2 separate regions of the Mus musculus genome follow, and region 1 is linked to region 2. The links are chromatin contacts, called in public Hi-C maps. All regions are on one chromosome and are shown on one strand. The core of a region is the stretch at or near the end of the contact, and the rest is flanking DNA. Distances in the headings are between cores, read along the strand shown.

Region 1 (7,043 bases), core at 3,765-6,264, 760 kb after region 2:
GAGGCAGAACACAGGGTCTGGGTTCTGTGCATAGTAAATACAAGTTGCTCTACCTCACAGAACCTGAGTGTCCAAGTCATGTCACCTCACAGACCCAAGTCACCATGTCATCCCACTTCCCAAGATCTGAGTATCCAGGTAACCTCAGAGGATCTGAGCAACCACACCCTCCACCTCTCGGGACCTAAGAAAACAGGCTACCTACTTAACAGGACATGGAATCAGGTCATACTGCCTCATAGGACCTGACTGTCAAGGCTAACCCACTACGGGACCTGAGAGTCCATCTCATTCCACCTTATAGAACCTGACTGGACACTTCCCAAGAGCTGATTGTCCACGTGAGGGTAATGGTTACAAGGAACTTAAATATTTTCTATCCCAAAAAATGACCACAGGAATTCGACCTTTGCAATGCTGTTTTGTAATCTCCCCTACCTTTGAAACCTTTTTGTCTACATAAAGGCCCTTCCTCATTCCCAAAGCGTAATGGCCAGGGCAGAGGACCCCTTTTCTCATTCCGTTCATCTTCTCTGCAACTGAATGTTTTCCTCTCATTCTGTCTTAGTTCTTTGAGAATTTCACACAGTGCATTGTGATCACAGACACCCTTCTCCCCCAACTCCTCCCACATCTACACCCCCACTCTCCACTCACCCAGCTGTGTGTCTTCTTTCTATTTTAACCCACTAAGCTCAATTTGTTCTGCTCATATATTAATGGATATATGGCTTTCCACTGGAGCACCGTCAGCTTTCCTGGGGCTACAGTTTCAAAGAAAACTGACTGTCTTTCTCCAAGCAATTACCAATTGTCAATAGCTCCTCAACTAGGGGTGGGACTCTGTCCCCACCACCCCATCCACGCTGGGATTTGTCTGTCTTTTGCTTGCACAGATACTGTATATGTTGTCACAACCATTGTGATTTCATCTGTACGACTGCCCTGCTGTGTCCGGTAGACACTGTGTCCTTGTAGCTATCTGTTGCCTCTGGCTTGACCATCTTTTGGCTCCTTCTGCCTGGATACTTAGAAGGAAGGAGTGTGATAGAAATGTCACATTTAGGGCTGCATATGATGGAACAGGAAGGATTAAATTGTGAAGAAGACAGGGTAGAGGAGGGAGCACAGGAAAGGATAAATAACACTAAAGTTTCAAAAACCTTCATATGAAAGCCTACTGTACAAGCTTCTTTGAAACACATACACAGAGAGAGAGAATGAGAGAGACAGACAGACAGAGAGACAGAGACAGACAGAATGGAGCTACCCTATAGTGGGGTTTCAGTACCCTTACTGGGCACTACAGGCTATCAAGTTTAAAGCCCAGTGCCAGGAATGGGTTACCTCTTTTAGAGCTGTTAGTCAATGAGACCTCAAATACCTCCAAACACCGGCTGATGTTATTGGTTACCCTACAGAATTTGATGGTAAGACCTGATTGCTGAAGAGATCACATACTTGAGTCATAAAACGCGTAGGAACAGCAACAACAACAAAAAAGCAGGTACTGACCTGGAAGTTGTAGCACTAAGTTACTCTCAGTACTGGGAGTTCCTAAGTTGCTGCTAGAGGTGGGAAGTAACCATCAGTCACTGGCAACTGCACCCTGTGAGCTCCAGCAGTGACTGGCCTGGCAAGACATGCTCAATGTTGTAGTAGTGGCATGAACATCAATGGGAATACCAACTACTGTTTGATTGGATTTAAGGTCAATTCCATAAGATGAAACCCATACCTGGCATCATTCAATCAAGGACCTATGGCTAGGCATGACATAGGGCTTAGGGAAGAATCTACTGCTATGATTTTCCCAAGTAGATATTGTAAAAAGGCAAATCCTGATGACTTACTAGACCCATAGGGCCTTCACCCCTCATCAGAGAATGATCTACTTACATTAGGTGGCCATTAACATGAAGGCCCGCCAACTTGCAACAAATTTTAAATATCGAGAAAGACTGTGAGGCTGAATCCCAGCCAGTGGGGGAGACACAGTACCCTTGCATTAGGATTGAAAGCCTGCTCTGTGTGCGTGCCACCCAGAAAGTCGCCCTTTTGCTATGCCAATTGTCTGTGTGTTCTCTGTGCAGTATTGGTGAGGTCCTCAGACTCCAGGTTTCATTTCCAGTGTAGATCACCCCGCCTTACAGGACCTGAGTGTCCAGCTCAGTTCACTTTACAGGACCTGAACATTTCATTATTCCCCCCATTTCTAGGGGCTTAGAGATGGGCAATGAGATTGTAGCAGGTGAAAGGCAGCAAGTGTGGAGTTTCAAACCAGGCCCTGTGGGGTATACTCTCCATGGTAGGGATCACAGGGGTGGGTGTTGGGCGGGGGGGGGGGGCGGGGAAGAGACAGGAAATCAAGTCCAATGCCAATGTAGATGCAGCCAGTGGGCCCAGGCCCATTTGAGGAATTTTTTGAGACAGGGGCTCACCAATCAGCTGTTTAAGGGAAAGTCAGTATCTGGTGCCCACATGCCACAGAGACCACCTGTTAATGGTCATGGGAGAGGCTGCCTAGCACCAGAGTCAGAAAACCAGAAGGAAGAGCAGGCCAGACCTTAGTATGGTCATGTGCCAGCCTCACTGTGGTGCAAGATACGTTACCAGGTGGCAGTCAGTTTGCCCTCAGTCCATCGTGTTGCTGCCCCCATTTTACACAGGGTCTGGCTTATTGCATTCCTCTGCACTAGCCCAGATCGTCATATCCAACCCCCACCCACCTAGAGATATCTAGGGTGCAGAGGATCCTGCACACAGAGGGAAGTGGCCACAGTGAACGATGGCCCTTCTCATTTCTCATTTCCTTCCTGGACTAGCTTGGTCCCTGCCCCCTGTCTGTCCCCCTGCCCAGAGGCAGGCAGAGACAGGCCACCACAGCAGTGACCAGCTTTGTGCATTCTTCTGTCCTTGTTCATTGTTTTGGGCACACGTCGGTCTCAGAGCCTTCTTGTAGTTGCTACAACAGTCCACAAAAACAGCATCATCTGGGTTTTATATCTGCCCAGTGCTGATTTGACTTCCTTCTCAGTCGCTTTACAATGGAGACAGACACAATGGAGCAATCACAATTTCTATCTGTAAGTGTAAGATCACAATCAGCCTACCCAGGTCCCATAAGAAGTCGCAGTACGGCAGAAACTTCCGGAGCACACATCAAGATACCCAGAGTCCCTGTTGTAACCCACGGAGCTGCTTTTCATCACTGAGCGGCAGGGCCAGGTTTCTCACTCGGCAGTGAGGCTTCTGAAGACAAGCCCATTTCAGCACTGATCTCATAATGTGCTCTCGACCTCTGTATGCAGAGTTCAGTGTGGCTCTCAGGCCCCTGCACATTGGGAGGTGCAGATCCCTCTATAAACAGAAGCCAGTCTCCACTGCGACCTTGCAGGGGCAGAAGCAGGCTTCAGGGGGTCTGTGGCAGCCCAGTTGAGACAAACCACTTCCTCCTGTCCTTGCCAGAGCTGGCCCCACCCCCAAACCAAGCACAGTGTGTGTTATCAGCTCAGAGAGCTTATGTGGGGACCAGCTAGTCCATTCACAGACTTTGGGCGGGGGGGGGGGGGCTGGGATGAGCTGGCAGAGTGCTCTGTGCCTGTTTCATCTCTCACCCAAATGGGGGCTGGGGAGAGTCTCAGTAAACCACGTGTCAAGCTAGGCCAATGAGAGAACCTGTCTAAAAAACCAGATAGACAGGTCCTGGAGAATAACATCTGAGACTGTCTTCTGGCTTCCCTACACATGCCTCAACACACACACACAAATGGCTAACAATTTTAGTCTTTGTTTTTGGTTTTTTTTCCCCCCAAGAGATGGTGTTTCTCTGTGTGGCCCTGCTGTTGTGGAACTTGCTCTGTAGACCAGGCTGGCCTGGAACTCAGAGATCCACCTGCCTCTGTCTACCAAATGCTGGGATTGAAAGCGTGTGCTACCATCACTACCACCACCACCCCCGGCTAGGTAGGACCAATCTAAAATGAGGCAGAGCTGCGTAAGCTCTAAACCTCAGTGTGGCTTGGCATCATTCTGACTTCACTTTACAGAAAGGGAAATCAAGGCAGAGTCTGCCTATCACCCTGTCCCTGGCATTCTTTCTCACCAGAGTCCCCTCCCTATCCCCCTATAGCTGCTCATCCTCCCTAGCACTCAGGGACTCCCAGAAAAATGGCAAGTGACTTGTCATCCACAATGACAGTGACTCCTGCCTCACTCCCCACAGGTCCTAGAGTCCGGCTTTTCAAATATGCCTCTGCTTACTCTGCATGGCATATAGTATCATAGTGTTATCATAATCATATCATTCTATCCATGCTGCCGTGCGCCTGCTCTATGGCTGCCAGCCTCCTAAGTGGCTGTACCACTACCCAGAGCTGCCCAGGCGAAGCCCTGGGGGTCCCAAGGAGTCCTTTGAGGGCTTAGTTTTCTTTCCTAGCAGTGCCCAGCTAGACAGACATATCTGTTAATATCTAAACTGTAGACTGGAGAAGATTCCAGAACCACATGGGATGCGAAGGCCTAGCCTCCATTAAATCATCCCCTGGGACCACCTCTTCTGCTTAAGCAGAAAAAGACATGCTTTCTTCCCCACTAAGGCACACTGGGTGGGGTCAGCCTTGGATCTGTGCCCCCCCCCAAGCCTCCCAGGGACCACAGTAGTCACCGACAGACTGCCCATAGCCTAAGTGTGAGCTGTGCCCCACCTGCCAATAGCACGTCCAGGACTCTGTAGTCGCGAACTCTTCTCATGCCCACCCATAGCAACCCTATCTTCTCACCAGTACGAGCCACTGAAAGACAACAGCATGAAAAGAGACACCGCTACCGTGCCACAGCAACTTCCTGCTTTGAAAACATCTGTCTCCCTTGAATGGTTCCTGTTTGGTTTCTAGTAACCTCCTACCACCCGCCACGAAGCCCCTTCACAGCGCAAGACAAACACTGTAGGATTCTGCAAAGATCCCAGGAGCCAATCTCCACTCACCCTTCTTCCAAGACCAGTCTGCATCTCCCCCAGGGCTGAACTCATGCAAGAACAAAACCCAACTTCCTCTTTCTAATTTTTGCAATATTGGTCACAAAACAGTGGCACATTTGCATTTCCGTAGCGATGACGCAACGTGAGAGGAGGTTGGTCTGCTGGTCCTGAAGGGCCTGGTCTGCTTGTGGTGGGATGACTTCGAAAGCGTAATCCTTTTACTCGACCTGGCTCAGCCCTACCAGGTTCTGCAGTAGCAGCCAGGGCTGAGCTTAGGTTTAACAAGTCACTGAGTAAAGACACCTCCTGCATCTGGTTTGGTGGGCTCCTCTGAGCAGACCTGAGATTGATGTTGTCTATGGGGAAGAGGATCCATCAGGGGACAGGTGACCCAGGCCAGACAGACCTTGGTGACTACAGAAAGTTGGAAGAAACATACCCCACCAGTGACATTGTTTCACGGTGACTCCAAGAGACCTGAGGGAACTTCTGGTTATCTGGCTGATGAGGACTGCCCCAGCAGGGCTAAGCTCTGCCTCTTCCAGGCAGCCCTCAGGGGAAAGTCCCCTCATTATCTCAGGAAGTCAATAAATAATGGGGCAGGGGGTTAGCCTAACATGCATATAGGCTGCAAATTTGACTCCATTTCAGTAATGTCTTCTTAATCTATCCTAAATTTTGTGTTTGTTTTAGGTTTTGTTGAGACAGTCTCACCAAGTAGTCCAGGATGGCCTTGGATTCTCTGTGTTGTCCAAACTCATTTGAATTTACACTGTTTCAGTCTTTCAAATGCTGGGATCGCTACTGTGCACCATTGCATCAACTAATCTTGAATTCTCTCTCTCTCTCTCTCTCTCTCTCTCTCTCTCTCTCTCTCTCTGTGTGTGTGTGTGTGTGTGTGTGTGTGTGCGTGCATGCATATGGAGGCCAAAAGTCAAAGCTAAATGTCTTCTTCAGTTGCAGTCCACATTATTATTATTATTGTTGTTGTTGTTGTTACTGTTATTATTGTTGTTATTTTGGCATTTATTGCTATTCACCCTGGGATTAATCAACATGACTAGCTTGGCTGGCCAGCGATCTGCCAGGGACCCTTCTGTCTCTGCCTCCATCAGCCTTTTCCCATGAGTGCTGGGGATTGCACTCACTTCCTCATGCTTGGACTGAACCATCTGCTCAATCCTCTAAATGCTTGTTTTAACTAGTTAACATTTTCTGTGTATATGTATGTATATGTATGTGCACATGCACGCATGAGTGTATATGTATATGATGGAACTGCTCAAGGTTCTCGATTCTTCTTCCATAAAATGGAGAGGTGTGTATGTTAGAGGCATTGTAAAGAATGAGGTCTAGCCTAGGCAAGTCCTTAAAGAATCTTAGTCCCTGCCTGAATCTCCACTGCTGAGCTGTCTGTGCCTGGCCCAGAGCCTTTTGCTTCACTCCCTGAAGGGCCGTGTCCCCTGAGGAAAGTCCGTGTCCCCCGAGGAAGGGCCGTGTCCCCTGAGGAGGCAGCCTCCGGCCACCCAGATGCTTTCAGCTCTGTCCAGGAAGCACAGCACCTGTGGCCCAGCACAGTGCAATTGTCCCTCTGCTGGCACATCCTGAGCCTGGAGGCCAGCCGTGGGATCACATCAGGACTGGGACCCAGGCCAACCAGGAACACAGGATCAGTTGAGGACGTGAAGACGAACTCTAGCCTGACAGGCCAGGTGGGAAGAATGGAGAGAAGAGTTTCAGAGCAGGTGGGAAAGAAAGAGGAGGAAGAGTTCCTCTGGCTTAAAAGCAAATCAAAGGGCTGGGCTTGGTGGTGCAGGCTTTTAATCCCCGCACTCAGCACTCAGAGTGTTGAAGCAGACCAATCTCTGTAAACTCAAACCAGACTGGCCTACATAACCAGTTCCAAGCCAGCCAAGGCCACATAATGAGACTCCATTTCAAAAAGAAAGAAAGAGAGAGAGAGAGAGAGAAACAAAGAAAGAAAAAAGAAAAGGGAAAAGGGAAAAAGAAAAATTCCAGAACTGAAGCCTAATGTCCTCTTGTTCTTGAGTGGGGAGAAGCA
Region 2 (6,540 bases), core at 1,163-3,662:
CAACTTATACACACTTAAATGGGAGAGGGGAGCAGTGTTTTACACATTTCACCAAATATGACTATAGAGCTGTTTCTATTATTCCTTGGAGATCAGTGTAAGAGAGGAAATGTGCTCTTCAGGAGGACATTAACCATTTCTGCCACTCACAAAATGGTACTTTGCAGGAAAACTAACAGATATAGCTGATGTAGCACATTATTTCGTATTTTAAATCTTCCTAAAAGTTTCTGATCACCACATACTAAGTGATTCAGGATACATTATTTGGAACATTCATTGGTGGTGCTTCCATCTAGCCTCCTTTATTTGAAACAGGGTCTTATACAGCTCAGGATGGCCTGGAACCTTCTACATAGCTGAGGATAACCTCTAACAGTGCAGGGATTGCAGGCAGGAACTGGAGATGGAACCCAGGGCTTGAGGCATGGCTGGCAAGTACTCTTTATCAACTGAGTGAGCTACACCTCCAGCTCTGGCTTTGTAGTATTTTTAAAAAGGCTTCTTTTTTTTAATTATTTTGTATTATGTCTGCACAAATGTGGACATCGAAGGATAACTTGGAGTCAGTTCTCTCCTCCCACCATGTGGGTGAGTCCCAAGGATTCAAACTTGGGTCACTGTCAGGTATGATGCTAAGTGCCTTCAACCACTTATCTATCTGCACAATTGTCACCAACTCACACTGGTTCTGTAACATTAGTTACTGAAATAAAAGGAACTTGATATTTAGGATGCTATTCTCTAAACCAATTAGTTTCCTTAGTTCTGGAGGAGGTTTACTAGGGACATTTCCCAGGACCCTCAAGAAATCTAAATGAGACTTACTAACATTAAATTATTATGAGCATTTATTTTATTAGTACTGGAAACTCAACCCACCAATTCAGGCATGTCTGACAAGCTTTCTATCACTGAGCAACAACTCCAGCAGGACCATTTGTTTTAATACTTCACTCTGTGAACTGAAGTACTTTTTTTTGTTGTTTGTTTGTTTTTGAAACAGGTTTTATCTGTGCAGTCCTGGCTGTCCTGGAACTTGCTCTGTAGATCAGGCTGCCCTCAAAACTCTTGAGATCCACCTGCCTCTGCCTCCTGAGTGCTGGGATTAAACTTGTGTGCCAACACCTTCTTTATAGCCACATGTTTTGCATTCCTCTACCTTTCCAGCTTGAAAAATTACTAAGTCTCAAATCAGCACAACTTCAATTTATAGTGGGGGAGGGCACAGCTTGCTTCAAGTCTACAAAACTATCAATTTCTACAATAAAATTACCCATAGGGTAAAATGCACGCCCCATCTACACAATTTTGATAACACTTTTTAGACCCGACTTAATTTGGAAGATTTCTATTCTCTAATTAAAGTTCTTACATTTCCAACTAGTATTTTTGTTACACTAACAATTTCAAATTTCCCAAATATTACTGCTTCAACTGACAGAACCTAATGAAAGGCCAGAATGCTGAAAAATCTGTATTAAACTAACTTTTCTTTTTTTGGCTTTTTTCGAGACAGGGTTTCTCTGTGTAGCCCTGGCTGTCCTGATACTCACTTTGTAGACCAGGCTAGCCTAGAACTCAGATATCCGCCTGCCTCTGCCTCCCAAGTGCTGGGATTAAAGGCGTGCCCGGCTAAACTAACTTTTCTTATAAAAAGATTGTTTACTTGTTCAATTTTCTTCACAAGATTATCAGGCAATCAAAAACAAGAACACTAATGTTTTAAACTTCAAAAACAGGTTGCCAATATTTTTCAACAGTTAAAAAAGCAATCTGTCATCGTCTTCCATTTTAACTAAGTTTCTAAAGTTTTTCTCCGCCCCCCCTTGTCCTTTCATAATTATCCTTTTAACACAAAAAGTTGAAAACTACAACACAGACGATCACTTCTGACACAGACCCTGCACTAACAAGCGGGATCACCGAAGGGCAGTCCTGGCCAAGGGCATAAAGGTTACCACCCTGCCTCCGCTAAAGAGCGCGCCGAGAGATAAGTTTTCTTAGCCGGCCTCCGAGAGGCCACCCGCTTCCAAGAGTTTGCAGCCTCCCCAGTCAAAAGGCCAGTCTCGTTTCCGGTGCCACCGAGCTGCAAATCTCCTACCCCATCCCCTGGGATACAGTTTCCTCCCGCTCTCGCGCTCCCCTCCCCCTGGCCAAGGACGGGCAGCCGCAGCGATCCTCCAGCCCCAGCAGCTGCTCCAGGCCCTCAGGCCGCAGTTGGCCGAGCGGAGCAGGGGCAAGCAGCCAGCGTTGGCTCTCCGTTCCCTCCCTGCCAGCGCCTTCCCGCCCCGCCCCGTCCCTCCCCGCCCCCCGCACTTCCTACCTTCCTCCATCCCACCCCCCCCAACCAAAGCCAAGGTCTCCCCGGCCCACAAACCTGACGGCGGAAGTGACGTCATAGAGGCCCGGCTACGTCCGCAGCCAGTCACGCCACAGCGGGGAGGTAGCCCCGACCAACCGGCGCGAGCCAGAGGGCGGGACTTCCGTCCGCCGCAAGTTTGATTGAAGCGGCGGGGGAGGGGCGAGGTGAGGAATGTGAAGAATGACCCCCCTCCCCCGCCCGGTCGCCGAGGAGCTGGGCGGGAAGCGGAGGGGGCTGGGGCAGGCCAGCGGCCACGCGGCACCCCTCCCCCGCCCGAGCCCCAAGGCCCACGGCATCCGTGGGCCACCGGCCCCGGGGCCACCCGCCTGCCCGAGGCGCCCAGGCCATCCCACGGGTCCCAGGGTGCGGCGCGGCAGCCCCCAAGTCTTCCCTCCTGGTCGCCCGCTGCCGCCGCCGCTGAGTCTGGAGGAGGGAAAAATGGCGACGTCCCCGCGCTCGCCTTCACGCCCGCAGTACCCACCTCAAGCTCGCGGATAAAGGCGTCCCGCTGCCGCCACGGGAAATGGTCTGGCTTTCCCCCCACCGTGGCCCTCCACCGCCGCGCCCGGGAGAGAGCAGCGCGCGAGAACCCGGATGGAAGCGCGGGCGGGCGGGCGCCGCCTCGGCGGCCTGAGGGAAGGCTACGCGCGCGCCGGGAATCCGAGGCGGGGGCGGGAGCTGCGGGCAGCGCGCATTCCTATTGGCGGACGCTGTTGACGGACGTGTGCCTCGCCCTCTCGCCTTAGCCGGTCGGGGCTCACCCGGACCCCCACTGGAGGGTGACGGCTGAGCCCGCCCCCGCCGCGGAGAAGGCGGGTCTGGCCCGCCCACCGTGACAGGCTCCTCTTTCCCTACTGGAGGACCGGGAGAATAGCGAGGACCGTCCTCTGAGTCCCGCCCTCCGCGGTGATGGACAAGTCGTGTCACGTGGCCTCCGTCCGCTCTGCCGGCTGCGAGGCGGGAGGTGCTAGAGTTTTCGGGGCGGTTTTCACGTGTACCCAAGATGTTGGATTCACTCAGTCTTCCCTCTCGGGGGCTCCGGGGCTCGACGCCAAGGCCACTCCATACCTCACTTCACCCATCTGTCACATAAGGAGTTAGGTCTCCTATGGTGTATCTTTTATCTCTTTTATTTTTTTTTTCTTTCCCATGTATTGAAATTTTTGTGCTAAAACTTTTTCAAAGCAATCTTTACGAATTCTTTTTTTTTAAATCAATGCAAAAGCATTTCTTCATTCTTACTGGAACTTTCCATGCACTAGGAGACCTCTCTGCTCTTTGGTGGGTGGGTTGGGGTACTATTTAATGATAGTAGGTTTGCACGGTTTAAAAAAGAGAGTCAAGAGAGTCAAGCATCAACAAAACCCTATGAACATTCATCTGCAATCCATCCAGGGGAAAAAGGCACTGTACACGTCAGCAAAGTGCTTATATTATAAACTCCAACTATAAGCCATCCTAACATTCTCTGTCCAAAGCAAATGACAAGAGAGTTTAGAAGATGGGAGAGTTTGGGACTAAAGTGAACAAGTGAACAAAAAGAAGAGGAGGGTGGTGAACCTTGTGGGATAGGTAGGATATGGGGAGGAAGAGCTTCAACCTTCAGGATATACTGTGAGAAAGAGGATTATAAACCACACGATGTCATCAACTCTTCATACAAAGCTGGACTCCTCACAGTAGGTTTTCCTTCGTAGGCATAGCGGTGTGGATTTTGCTGTTTCGTTTTCTTCCTTTTTTTCTTTCTACTTTTTTTTTTTTTTCAGTAAACAGAAACCTAATTTGAAGGTGACTTACAGAATCAAAATGCCTCAATATAGCCACCTGACTGGCGACGGATGGCTGAAGCTTCTGGTTTCCGTCCTAAGAGAAAGAGACATTCTAGACTATGGGAATTGGGACCTATAAAGTAGGAGTAGCCCACAGAGAAGCCACCCCCTGGGCCCTGAAAGAGCAAATTCCTTCAGCCGAGGTCCTTGGAGAGGCCCACCCTGTGTCCTGGAGGCTTTGCTACCTCAGTTCCGTTCCACCTCTAGCATGACTCCCTCCAAATTTTCTCAGTCCAGACAAACAAGTAATTGTAACCAAAACTGCCAAAGTAAAGCATACATACTTCTCGAAATGTCCTCTGGCCTCTTTGCCTCAGTCCTCCCCTTGTTAAGATCTCCTTTGACCTGTGTCTTCTCTTTTGTCCTTTCGTTCATTGTTCATTGCATGACTTCAAGATGATATATTCACTTCTTGATCTCCCTGCTGTTCATCGATCAGACTCTCCGTCCTTATTCCGGGGTGTGATGGGCCATTTTAGTGTGTCAGTTTGAGCCACCATGCCCCAAGATATCTTATTAAATAATATTGCTGGATGTCTGTGAGGATGTTTCTAGAAGAGATTAACATTTAAAGTGGTAAACTAAGGAAAAACTAATGGCTTTGCCTAATGTGAGTGGATATCATCCAGCCCATCCAGGGCTTGAATGAACCAAAACGGTACAGGGACACAGGGTGGCTGAATTCTCTGCTTTCTGACTCCTAGGCCCTGAGATTTCACCAGCAGCAGCTTGCCTAGGTCTGCAGCTTCCATATGGAAAATTGTGGGCCACGGCCCAGCTAGATGGCTCAGCAGATAAAATGTGCTTGCCGCCAAGGCTGATGACTAAGTTCAGTTCCCAGAATCTGCATGGTAGAAGGGAACCAACTCCTGCCAAGTTGTCCTCTGACCACACAAACGCACACATATATGCTGAGTAAATGAAAAAAATTTTTTTCAAGGAATTAATAGGACTTCTTAGACTTCATAATCATTGATCGAAGAAGACACATACACATTTATACGTAGATGCTCCTTGTCTTGTGATAAAGTTTGGACCCAATAAATCAATATTGTAAGTCAGACTGTCATAAGGTGGGAGCATTGAATACACTACCAGTTCTGCTCTTCTGGTAAACACTGGCTAATACAGCAGATCACCTTTGGCAGTTGGCCTAGGCCTTGTTATAGCCTGGTCTGGTTATCATAAGAATGATATCTGTCAAGCGGGGCAGTGGTGGTCCACGCCTTTAATCCCAGCCCTTGGGAGGCAGAGGCAGGTAGATTTCTGAGTTTGAGGCCAGCCTGGTCTACAGAGTGAGTTCCAGGACAGCCAGGGCTACACAGAGAAACTCTGTCTTGGAAAACAAACAAATAAACAAAAAAAAAAGATATCTGTCAGTGTCTTCCACAACCTCATCTACTCCATAGGCCCCATGACTCCTGAGGGGCCTTAAGTGCTAGTACTCCCCGAGGAGTCACAACAGAAAAAAAAAAAAATTCCACAAGCAGAGACCTCAGGCAGAGAGGGATACTTTCCAAGGTTATCCTTAGAGAGGGGTGGACATCAGTTATACTATCTGTCTCACATTATCTTCCTCAAGGGGTTTACAAACAGGTCATAGCCCAGGGTTCCACGTGTTCCCAGAAATGCTTGTTACTCTCGGGCAATGTTTTAAATCTATCTTAAATTGGCTGACAGCATTCAAAAAAAGATCAAGACGTTTAATTTGAAAATATCTAGATGTCTTGGTTTTCTCAGAAAAAAAAAAAAAAAGGGAATCTCTGCATTCAGTCTGCATTTCAACATGACACTGTACTCTCCGTGCAAGCTGAACTCTCCTGCCTACCAGTCACCAATGAGCCTGCTTCATTTTTATTCTGAGCCTGGTCCCTGAAATCATTGAATGAGTCCTCTGGACTTAAAGCAGTCTCCTCTTGGGGTGGGGGTCAGGGATTGCTCCCGACCCATTTCAAGTGTGAGGTTTCACTGAGCTGACACCTTCACCACAGAGCTGAGAAGGTGGCACAGGCAGAGCAGTACTACAAAAGTCACTATCTAAATGAGGTCAATTAGAGTTCCTTCCTAAGAGTGTATCGGAAATGAGCTCAGAGAAGAGAACCCTCATGACCTCGGCCCCAAAGCGGCAAGGACATAAGGAGAGGCCTATCTGCAAGAGTAGAGAAGCAAGGGGCCTGGGAAGATAGCTCAGTGTGGTCATTAGTTCAGTCAGTCTCAACACCCACATAAAAAGCCAAGTGTGGAAGCAGGCCCCTATTTCCAGGGCTGGGGAGACACCCAGCCAGCCCAGCAGAGTCAGTGAGCTTCAGGTTCAGCGAGAGACCCTGTCTCAGAAAATAAAGGTGA

The links. Hi-C and Micro-C count contacts between places; a contact is called where the count stands out from the background.
Region 1: a Hi-C map of CD8 T cells shows a contact between it and region 2, with 2.6 times the contacts expected there. The contact joins the promoter of Fgd3 here to the enhancer-like site in region 2. A contact is called at or near these places in 2 of 484 Hi-C or Micro-C datasets (B cells and CD8 T cells) and 1 of 115 datasets of contacts at active chromatin or transcription factors (memory CD8 T cells).

Annotation. Positions count from the first base shown.
Region 1 is chr13:49,304,194-49,311,236 of GRCm38.p6, forward strand. Fgd3 (FYVE, RhoGEF and PH domain containing 3) reads right to left here and starts at 5,015. Exons shown (of 18, transcript NM_015759.2): 1 at 4,988-5,015.
Region 2 is chr13:48,543,504-48,550,043 of GRCm38.p6, forward strand. No RefSeq gene overlaps it. Among named protein-coding and RNA genes, the nearest start is that of Mirlet7a-1, 8.5 kb to the left of the region's middle. Within about 2 kb of position 2,413, at least 414 of the 459 cell types and tissues checked have an H3K27ac peak or open chromatin away from gene starts, as enhancers often do. A contact at or near this core is called in B cells, CD8 T cells and memory CD8 T cells, where this site is marked.